Regions from separate parts of the Hordeum vulgare genome. Here region 1 is linked to region 2. A link is a contact called in public Hi-C data. All regions are on one chromosome and are shown on one strand. Each heading gives the region's core, a stretch centred on a gene start, on an enhancer-like site or on the middle of the called end of the contact. The rest is flanking DNA. Distances are from core to core; before and after follow the strand shown.

Region 1 (5,529 bases), core at 283-2,782, 94 kb before region 2:
TAAGAGAGTTTAGGTCAGTAATTTCTTTACAGAGGGAGTATAAATGAGTATGTAACTCATTTTCACCACAAAAATTGTTTAATGAAAAACAATCTTTCTTATTGAGATAGTGTTAAATCTTTCCCGCAAAAACCAAAACGATAGTAAATCCGAAAATTATCTCTGATGAGGTAGAAATTCTATGATGTAAACCTTCGAAGCAAGTACGAACCTCTTTAACTAGCAGGGTTCCAAAAATGCCAGATTAAAAGAAATGCAGGTTCAGTTCCCATGTCCACTTAATCCTATATGATTAAATTTGCGGAAAATATTTTTTTTGACTACAACATAGAAACCACAAAATTCAAGTCAGTAGAGAATTCCCGGTGAAATGTGGTAACATATCTATTTTGCAGGGAATCTATTATTTTTGTGAGAACTGAAAACTATGATTATGTAGCTCAACTAAATTATAAAAAAGTAGTCAGTATGAGTTACAAACATATATCATACGTCTCCAGAACTCACAAGTTGAGTGGCTATGTTTCTGCCATGGAAAATTTGTGGCTACACCCAAGTTCATGGCTGGCACCCACTGTGAACAGTAAAAAAAAAAAAAACAGCAAAAAAATACTGAAACTTTGTGGCATTGAACAAATTTCTTTGGTGCTTGCAAAAGTTTGGTGGCCAAATAATATCAAATGATCTGCACACAAATGAAATTCAGATTTTGCACAAAGAGTGCACATTTGAGCCCAAATTTTGTTTTCTTCGTACAAAGCTCTTTGTGTCATTTGGTCACCAAAATTTGCAAGCATGTAATTTTTTTTCATGATCAAAGCCATAAAGTTTCAGATTTGTTTTTTTTTGCTATGTTTTCGATAGTGCGTGTAAATCCCCAAGGTGTAGTAAAACTACTTTCGACTCATATTCACAATTTGAGTGGCTTATTTTTCTTTAGGCAACATCGGGTTGCTTACTAATTTTATTATATCACTGTAAATTTCGTAAATATTTATAGATGTTAGTGGACAAATTATAGTAAATCAAACTACATAAGAAGAAAAAAATACAAATAATTACATATTTAATTAGTGATCAACCATATCATAACACAACAGACATTCAATTTGTATTTGTAACTGGGGCCTGTTTTGTGAAGCTGCTTAGAACCTGGAATTTTGTTATATAGCTGGTTTCTAATAGTCGGGTCAAATGATCTTTTAAAATGTGTTATGCGATGTAGTTGGTCCTTCAATCTGTAATGATGAATTGAAATTAGTCTTGTATTCCCTCATTTTTTTACATCCCTCTATCTTTGCAAAATATATTATTTTAACCAACTACATCGATTTTCTTCAGACGCAAAGCGTTTGATTGGTCGACGATTCAGCGAAGAGTCAGTGCAAGGAGATATGAAGTTGTGGCCTTTCAAAGTCATTTCAGGTCCTAGTGATCGGCCAATGATCGTGGTGCAGTATATGGGCCAGGAGAAGCAGTTTGCAGCTGAAGAAATCTCCTCCATGGTGCTTGTCAAGATGAGGGAGACAGCTGAGGCCTACCTTGATACCACGGTGAAGGATGCTGTCATCACTGTCCCAGTCTACTTCAACGACTCACAACTCCAGGCCACCCTTGATGCTGGCACGATTGCTGGCCTCAACGTCACACGGATCATCAATGAGCCCTCCGCTGCAGCCATCGCCTACCGATTGGACGATACGTCGGTTACTAGTGAAGCGAAGACGGTGATCATATTCGATTTCGGTGGTGGCACCTTGGATATCTCTATCATCCACATTGACAATGGCACCTTTACGGTCAAGGCCACGTCCGGGGACACCCACCTTGGAGGGGTGGATCTTAATAACAAAATGGTGGAACATTTCGTGGAGGAATTCTTGAAGAAACACAAGGCTGACATAAGAAGCAACCGGAGGGCAATGATGCGGCTGAGGACGGCTTGCGAAAGGGCGAAGAGGATGCTGTCTTCCATGGCGCAAGCCAAGTTTGAGATCGACTCGCTCCATGACGCAATTGACTTCTATGGGACCATCACCCGCGCCCGGTTTGAGGAGCTCAACATCGATCTCTTCCGCAAGTGCATTGAGCATGTGGAGAAGTGTCTCAGGGACGCCAAGATGGACAAGTCACAGATCCACGACGTCGTGCTCGTCGGCGGCTCCACCAAGATCCCCAAGGTGCAGCAAATGCTGCAGGATTTATTTGATGGTAAGAAGCTCTGCAAGAAAATCAATCCTGATGAGGCCGTCGCCTACGGCGCTGCCGTTCAGGCCGCCATCCTCAACGGCGAGTACGATCAGAAGGTGCTGGACTTTCTCCTGCTGGACGTCACGCCGCTCTCGCTCGGGATAGGGGTAAGAGATATTGACATGTCTGTGGTGATACCCAGGAACACTACCATCCCCGTTAAGATGGAGGGGAGTTACACGACCAGGTTTGACAACCAGACGGTCGCGAGCATCCCGGTGTACGAGGGAGAAGGGGAGTTTACTAGGGACAACAATCTTCTCGGCAAGTTCGATCTCACTGGCATCCCTCCAGCGCCGAGGGGCGTGCCGTCAATCAGAGTTACGTTTGAAATCGAAGCAAACGGAATCCTGAAGGTTGTGGCGGAGGACAGGGGGACTGGAAACAAGAACAGCATCATCATCAGCAGCGACAAGGGTGGGTTGAGCAAGGAAGAGATCGAGCGGATGGTGCGTGACGCCAACAAATACAAGTCCGAGGGCAAGAAGGAAATGGTGAAAGTGAAGAAGGAACGCTGATGCCCATGAGGTCATGGAAAACTAGGCCTACATCGTACTTCTTTAATCATAAAATCACTCTGCTTTTTGTTTGCATCGTACACTGTTTCGTTTGCGTTTGTTTGTTTAACTGGTGACAGAATCGTCTATGTCGATCTGATCTCTAGTATCTGCATGAGTATATGGCATGCACGTAACATGTTTGGTGTAAAAGCATCTCCAGTTGATATTTCTCCTGGCCTCTCCATCAAATGTTGCACACAAGACACAGCCAACTTTTTGTTAATGCAAGTGTCAAATTTACACAAGGTTATACAAGGCTCAAAATAAAAGTTCTCAAAGGGCAATAACATAGGTACCAATCAGATTACATAGCCTATTACCGGATCACCATACATGAAACAACGGACTTTGAGTGTGCAATCTCACGGGCTCAAAACACGGGTATTCGGCTTATTCAATAGGTAGCCCTTATTAATTATTATGCACAGGAAAAATGCCAGTGAGCGTTTACAGACTGGAGGCTGCAAGTGTACGAACTCAAAACACGGGTATTCCGCTTATAGACACATAAGCTGGGTATGCAATCTCATGGCCAAAAAAGAACACTCGGCTCATCTCTGGGTAAACCGAGTAAGACCTTGAAAAAGCCTTTGGCGTATCTCACGGAGGTACTCGGCTTACATAAAATACTCGGCAACGTTTGTCGCCGCGTGGCATTTACTGCCGTTGCACTCGTTTACATGTAAACCGTGAGGCTGCTTGGACACTTGACTTAGAGCATCTCCAGTTGCGCCTCCGGCAGGCCTTTCTCAGGTTATTTTTTTCATCGACGACGGAAAAACGGTCCAATTGCATTCTTAGAGCATCTCTAGTGGATGGTGTAAATTTGGACGTGTATATCTTCATATACACGTTCATATACACCTTGCTAAATTATGAACCTTCCAGTTTTTTAGTGAAACGTGTAAATTAGGACGTGTATATATTCCAACGGCTATATTTTCAACGACCATATTTCTGATCTATATAAACCACCCCTATCACCTTTCTTCCAGCACACTTCTACCCGTGACTTCTCTTCTCACCTAGATTTCTCTATCGTCTCTCACGCAACACAATGAACACATCCACTTGGGACATGAGTTCTTCGTCATCTTCATCTGGCGACGATGAACTCGTACTTGCAGCATTCGCCGAGCCGAGGAGGAAGAGAGGAAGAACGCTCGACGCCATGGCGGTTTCAAGCATGGACGTCAGTCAATCGATCGAGGAAGAGATGCCGTATTTCTTCTTCTGTGGAACGACTACTTCAAAGAAGTTCATGCTTTCCCTAACATTTGTTTCGACGAAGGTTTGTAATTAGTACACTTCTCTGCTTTGGTCCTTTTTCATTTCCCTGTCTCATTGACTTTTTATGCATAGATTTAGGATGTCGCGTACTTTGTTCAACCGCATAGCTGATGGTATACTTGAGCATGACTATGATGGTTATTTTACGCAAAAAAGAAGTGCTTCTGGAGCTCTTGGGTTACATCCTCTACAAAAGATGACCGCGGCAATGCGGATCCTCACATATGGAATAGCAGTTGATGGTGTTGATGAGTACATCCGGTCCGCTGAGGCTACTAATTTAGAGTCTTGCAAGAAATTTGTGATCAAAGTTTGTGAAGTTTTTGGGGAAAAGTACATGAGATCTCCAAATGAAGAAGACATTGCTAGGTTACTTGCAATAGGGGAGGAAAGAGGATTTCCCGGTATGTTAGGGAGCATAGATTGCATGCACTGGGGGTGAAAAAATTGCCCCCAAAAATGGCATGGCATGTTTAGAGGCCATGTGAACGAGCCCACTATGATCTTGGAAGCAGTTGCTTCACAAGATCTTTGGATTTGGCATGCTTATTTTGGTTTACCAGGGTCTTTGAATGATATAAATGTTCTTCAACGTTCTCCTGTTCTTACAAAGCTAGCCGAAGGCCACACTCCTCCAGTGAATTATAGCATCAATGGCCGTCAGTACACAATGAGGTATTACCTTGCAGATGGTATCTATCCACGGTGGGCAACATTTGTGAAGAGCATACCAGATCCAACTAGCAGAAAGCATAAAACTTTTGCCAAGAAGCAAGAGGGGGCTAGGAAAGATGTGGAACGAGCCTTTGGAGTTATGCAATCCCGTTTTGCCATTGTTCGTGGACCTGCTAAAGGATGGAAACTTAAGAAATCAGTGATGTAATGAAAGCTTGTGTCATAATGCACAATATGATAGTTGAAGAGGAGCGACAAACTGGTCGACAAAGATGCACTTTTGACGCAATGGGAGAAAGAGTCACAGTCTCTCGTACTCATGCAGAAGAACTGAGCTCTTTTATTCAGATGACTCAACGGATTAGAAATTTCGATGAGCATGATCATCTTAAACTTGATCTAGTTGACCATGTGTGGTAAAAGTTTGGAAACGAGTGATGTCCTAGTTATAAGTTTGTAATCCATGTCTTTGTAATGCAGCTATCAATAAAAGTGAGTGATGTAATCCATGTCCTCAACTAGAAGAAAGCATCAAACTGTTCTTACAACAACTAGCAGAAAGCATCAAATTGTTCTTACAACAACTAGCAGAAAGCAGTAAATAGTTCTTACAACAAGAACATATAGCTCACATTACTCTAGGCCGCGAGCAAGGATCTCCTTCTGCTTAGCTTGGTAGAACTGCTTTTGCACATCAGTCATACCACTAGTGTCGATGAGCATGACCCTCTCATCTAATTCAAACTGTCTCCGT
Region 2 (5,106 bases), core at 486-2,985:
GCCAAAGCCTTACATCCCTGATATGTCATTTGCCAAATGCTTACAGCTAGCTATTTGATTCCAGCATCTTTTCTTCCAGGCTTATTCATATTGTTCTGTGCCATTTATTATTTAGTCACATTAAGAACCGTAGATAATGCTACCACGTTATAAAACCATCCAACTCACAAGCATTAAGAACCTCTTATAAGTAGCAGGATACTATATTGGATGACTAAAAAATGTAGATTAAATTCCCATGTCCGTCCAATTGCATGTGATTAAACTTGCGCAAAATGTTGTTTGATTACAGCTTAGAGAAACTAAAAAAATCAACATGTTTTAAGTTAGTGGAAAACTTTTGAGGAAATATAGTATGAACTACTCCCTCCGTCTCATAATATAAAAATGTCACTAGTGTCAAAAACGCTCTTATATTATGAGATAGAGGGAGTAATATTTAGTAAAAACAACCTGCAGGATGCATTTTTAAAATCATACAAAGACAAAAAAGAAAGTAACAGGAGTCCGAAGTTCCCATGAAAAAAAATCGTGCAATCAATGTGGTCCTGAGAACATTTGTATGGAGGATATCGGATCTTAATGTGTAGATATTTATATATGGGCAACATGCTGGAATTTTCCTAGTTAATTATAAGGAAAATATTTCATCGCAATAAAAAATTATAAGGAAAATATTCCCGCAAAAAAAACAAGGAAAATATTTTTAACATTAGTTTTTTTGGCTGAAATTGCTTTATTTTCTAACTTTACAAAATAGTTCTTTTTCTAACTGAAATTGCTTTATTTTAATAATTACCTTAAATTTTGGCCAAGCAAATTAATTCGGTGGATATACAGCATGATACGTCTTATTAAGTGATGTCCAGAGAAGGCTCTCTCAAGCTATCAACAAAGTTCCATAGGAATTTCTATAATAGCAATATTTCACTAGAATTGTTGAATATTTATATCACAAAAAAGGTTATGAACATACGACATTTTACTATAATTACCTCAATAAAAACATTCCAGTATAATGATTTATGCATCTAAAACTGAGAAATGTTTTCATTCCATAAAATGTTAACCCGACCTAGCTTATAAACTGGATGTAGCAATTTATATCTCTACTTATTTTTTTATTTATTGTGAGGGGAACCTACTATTTCCATATACCCATGGAAGCTCATACATTTCTGACATGCAAAAATTGAGTAGCTTAATTTTCTATATATAGGCATCCAGAGAAGTGTATTTTAGTGCACAAATTATTGCAAACTATATACCCAAGAAGAATTTTTGCAAAATTACATATTTAATTAGTGATCAACCATGTCACAAGACAATAAACATTAAATTTGCATTTGTGATGTGGACTTGTTTGGTGGAAATTCTTTGCGGACCTGGTATATTTGTCATATTACTGGTTTGTCCTTTGTAGTAGTCAGGTGGTCAATTATGTATGTGCTCTGTGATGTGGCTGGTGTTTATTGCAATGAAGTGAAGTTAGTCTTTTGGTCTCTAGTTTTCTTGATGTACCTCTAGCTTCGCGAAATGTACTATACTGAAACTATTTCATCATTTATTCTTCTTCAGACGCTAAACGACTTGTTGGTCGACGATTCAGCGAAGAGTCTGTGCAAGGAGATATGAAGTTGTGGCCTTTCAAAGTCATTTCTGGTACTAGTGATCGGCCCATGATTGTGGTGAAGTACAGGGGTGAGGAGAGGCAGTTCACAGCCGAAGAAATTTCCTCCATGGTTCTTGTCAAGATGAGGGAGACAGCTGAGGCCTACCTCGACACCGCCGTAAAGAATGTTGTTATCACCGTCCCGGTCTACTTCAACGACTCGCAGCGCCAGGCCACCCTTGATGCTGGCATCATCGCTGGCCTCAACGTCACACGCATCATCAACGAGCCCTCTGCCGCAGCTATCGCCTATGGTCTTAACAACACGTCCGTTAGTGGTGATGCAAAGACGGTGCTCATATTTGATTTTGGTGGTGGTACCTTGGATATCTCTGTCATAAACATTGACAAAGGAACATTTGCGGTCAAGGCCACGTCCGGTGACACCCACCTTGGATGGGAGGATCTCAACAACAGAATGGTGGAACACTTCGTGCTGGAATTCTTGAAGAAACACAAGAGTGATATCACGGGCCAATAGCTCGTGTGCGACGTCTTTCCTGCGAATTGGATGGAATGGGACGTTGTTTGATGAAATAGCTCTCGTGCGACGGTTTGCAGGAAGAAAATAGCTCACGGCCCCACATGCGATAAAACCTTAGTCAACTAGTCCAATTTGCGTTAAGTCATGTCTTACCTAATTTGGGCCCAAATTAATTAGCACCGCATCTCGTGAAACTGCCCGACTAGAGTTGTCCGAAACTGCCCGACATCTTCAGCTCCGACGGCGGCTACGGCGGAGGAGCCCTCTTTCTCGGCGTAGCCCCCTTTCGGCGGCAGCGGCGGCCATGGTGGTGAGTGAATTCGATACTCTAGTCCCAATCCCCTCCCCTCGCCTTGTAGATCTGAGCTCTCTGTTTTGCTTGGTGAAATCGATAGAAGGTGAGAGGGGGCGGCACGGTGAGAGGAGCCCATGGTCAGGTCGAGAAGGAGCCGCCAGATTCAGCTTCGAACAGGTAATGCGCCTCCCTTCCCGCCCATTTTGTGAGTGCGATTGAAGGCAATCTTTGCTCTGTCTGACGCTGCCCGCCCGCCTATAACAGAGGGGCAGGGAATGCTGCTCCTGAAACATTTGAATTTGCAATCAATTTCTTTCCATCGACGGCAAAATTAGTTGATGGTAGCATTGAGAACATTCAGAGAGACACAATTGTGAAATAGGAGGTTGATTGTGCAGAAATTGATCCCATTGAGATACAGTCGATGGAAGAGAAGGCAGTGAGGAAATTGGTGGAGAAAATTGGGGAAACCGTGCTTTGGGGTCCAGAGCAAGAGGTTTCACTATTGCGGTATGATCATTTCAAAGGAGAGTATGTCAGAATTGAAGATGGTGAAGATATTGTTGTTGAAATCGATAGGCAAGAGGGCTGGGCAAGCCTCAGGGCTGAATTTTTTGCTGAGCTCGTTGATCTGAATATTGATTCGAAGGTAGGTTATGTGCCGTCACACTTGGCTATGCAGAAGGCAGATGATGATTGGGCTTCGCAGAGGCAGATCGTTCCCATTATGACGGATCTAACAGTAATAGCCGTTGGAGCTAATGCACATGCAGAAGAGGGAAATGTTAATGTTGTTGATTGGAATGCAGTTGAGTTGGAGGAGCCTACTGATTTGGTCATTGCACCAATTGCTCATACTGAGATGGCCAAACTATTTGGCATTCCAGTGGATGACAGAGATGAGGAGGAGAAGGATGAAGCTAATACAAGTGATAATGATGACAGAGAATTGAGTGATGTAGATGAACAGTTGATGGAAGATGCTACAGATGATGTAGATGATGCACATGATGAAGAGCTAGTGCATGTGTATGACAAGGAAAACCCTGTCATTCGAGTGGGGAAGTTGTGGCCAAACATGGATGAGTTCAGGTTGTCTTTCAAGACTTACCACTACAAGAAATATGCTCATACATGATGTTTTTTAAGACGTCGTTGATGAATTCGTCATAAATCTACGACGATTTCATCCGAGATTGTCGTAAGCCGTTTGAGGCGATTAAATCTACATATAAATTACGACGATGTGAGTCAAAAACGTCGTAACCGCATAAGATGAGATCGTCATAACTTTTACGACGATTATAAAAATGTCGTAACATGTTCTAACTATGTTGACATGTCACTCGTGGGTCCATTATATGTCACGCGCCAAACACAATTAAAACGTCAAAAAAGTTGTGATTACCTCATTCGTCGATCCAAGAGAGTAGAAAAAATTAGAAGTTATAAAAAAATTGGAGAACACAATTACATGAGTTGGATTCCTATTGGTGGAAACGTTTGTACCACGGATCGATGAGGTGGCACGTATCCATCCATCCAGCTATCCAACCCACATATCCATCCATCCATCCACGAACTCCTCTCCCTCGCCGCACATATCCATCTATCTACAGAAAAAAGAAAAAAAAAGAAAAGGAAAAAGAGCCCGCGAGAAAGAGAGAGAGCTCACCCAACTCCACCAAACGCCACCTCCTCTCCCCCCCCCCCCGAACTCCTCTACCTCGCCGCCGCCACCTGCCATGTCCGCCTGTTCTCGCGAGCTCCGGCGGTGGGAAGCACTCCCCCGACCTCCCGACGCTCCGCGCCTCCTTCCCTTCCGGCCAGCATCGACGCCCAGGTTGGCCCCTCTCCTCGTTCGCCCCACCTTCTTGTCCCATCTGACCTAACCTTTTTCCTATGATTTTCTTTGCTGCAGATCCATGGCGCGGACGGAGGAGGAGCAGGACGGGCACCAACAAAGGAGCAGGACGGACATCCATCTACCCCCTAATCACCGCTGCCGCCGCTGCCGGCGTAATCCCCCTCTCCCCTGCTCTACAACGCGCGCGATGGCGACTACGACGACGGTTCTGGTGGACGTGCCCGCGGCCGCACCGGTGAGTGCCCACAACCCCTCTTCCCCTGGTCCCCTCTAGACGTCTGAATCTTCTCCTCGGTCGTTGCTGCCACTGGATCTGGCGACGACGCCCGTGGTTTCGCCGGCGCCCGTGCCCCTTGCCCGAGCTCCGCTGGTTAGGGTTAGGGTTTCACGAATCCGCGTGGGTAGGTTCCAACCCCTAACCCTACCCACCTGTTCCGATCCGCAGGGTAGGTTCCAACTCCTAGCCCTAATCAGTAGCCTCGATCCGCAAGGTAAGTTCCAAGCCGGCCGGTGTGCCGGATTTCTCGGTTCTTTGATGATTGATGCCAGCTTGTGTACAGGTCTTCGACGATGACGGCGTCTCTCCGCGCAGCGGCGACGAGGATCCTGCCTCCGGCGGGGCTTCACCGGCTCGTCCACACCTAGCTCTTTACCACTAGACTAGTTTCTTTAATTACTGCGCGCTACGACACAAAGTCCATGTTAAACGCATGCCTAATTTTCAATATATGTTCTGTACTTTAAAGGTTCATACTTTTGCTTGAGTTCTTGGATGTGTACTTTTGTGT

What was found. A called contact is a pair of places that touch in the nucleus more often than the background predicts.
Region 1: a Hi-C map of leaf shows a contact between it and region 2, with 7 times the contacts expected there. The contact joins two enhancer-like sites. A contact is called at or near these places in 3 of 6 Hi-C or Micro-C datasets (leaf and seedling).

Annotation. Positions count from the first base shown.
Region 1 is chr6H:530,475,559-530,481,087 of MorexV3_pseudomolecules_assembly, reverse strand. It overlaps the pseudogene LOC123402604 and the pseudogene LOC123402213. Among protein-coding and RNA genes, the nearest start is that of LOC123404270, 49 kb to the left of the region's middle. Within about 2 kb of position 1,532, at least 1 of the 3 cell types and tissues checked has open chromatin away from gene starts, as enhancers often do. A contact at or near this core is called in leaf, where this site is marked.
Region 2 is chr6H:530,382,425-530,387,530 of MorexV3_pseudomolecules_assembly, reverse strand. It overlaps the pseudogene LOC123402604. Among protein-coding and RNA genes, the nearest start is that of LOC123402829, 18 kb to the right of the region's middle. Within about 2 kb of position 1,735, at least 1 of the 3 cell types and tissues checked has open chromatin away from gene starts, as enhancers often do. A contact at or near this core is called in leaf, where this site is marked.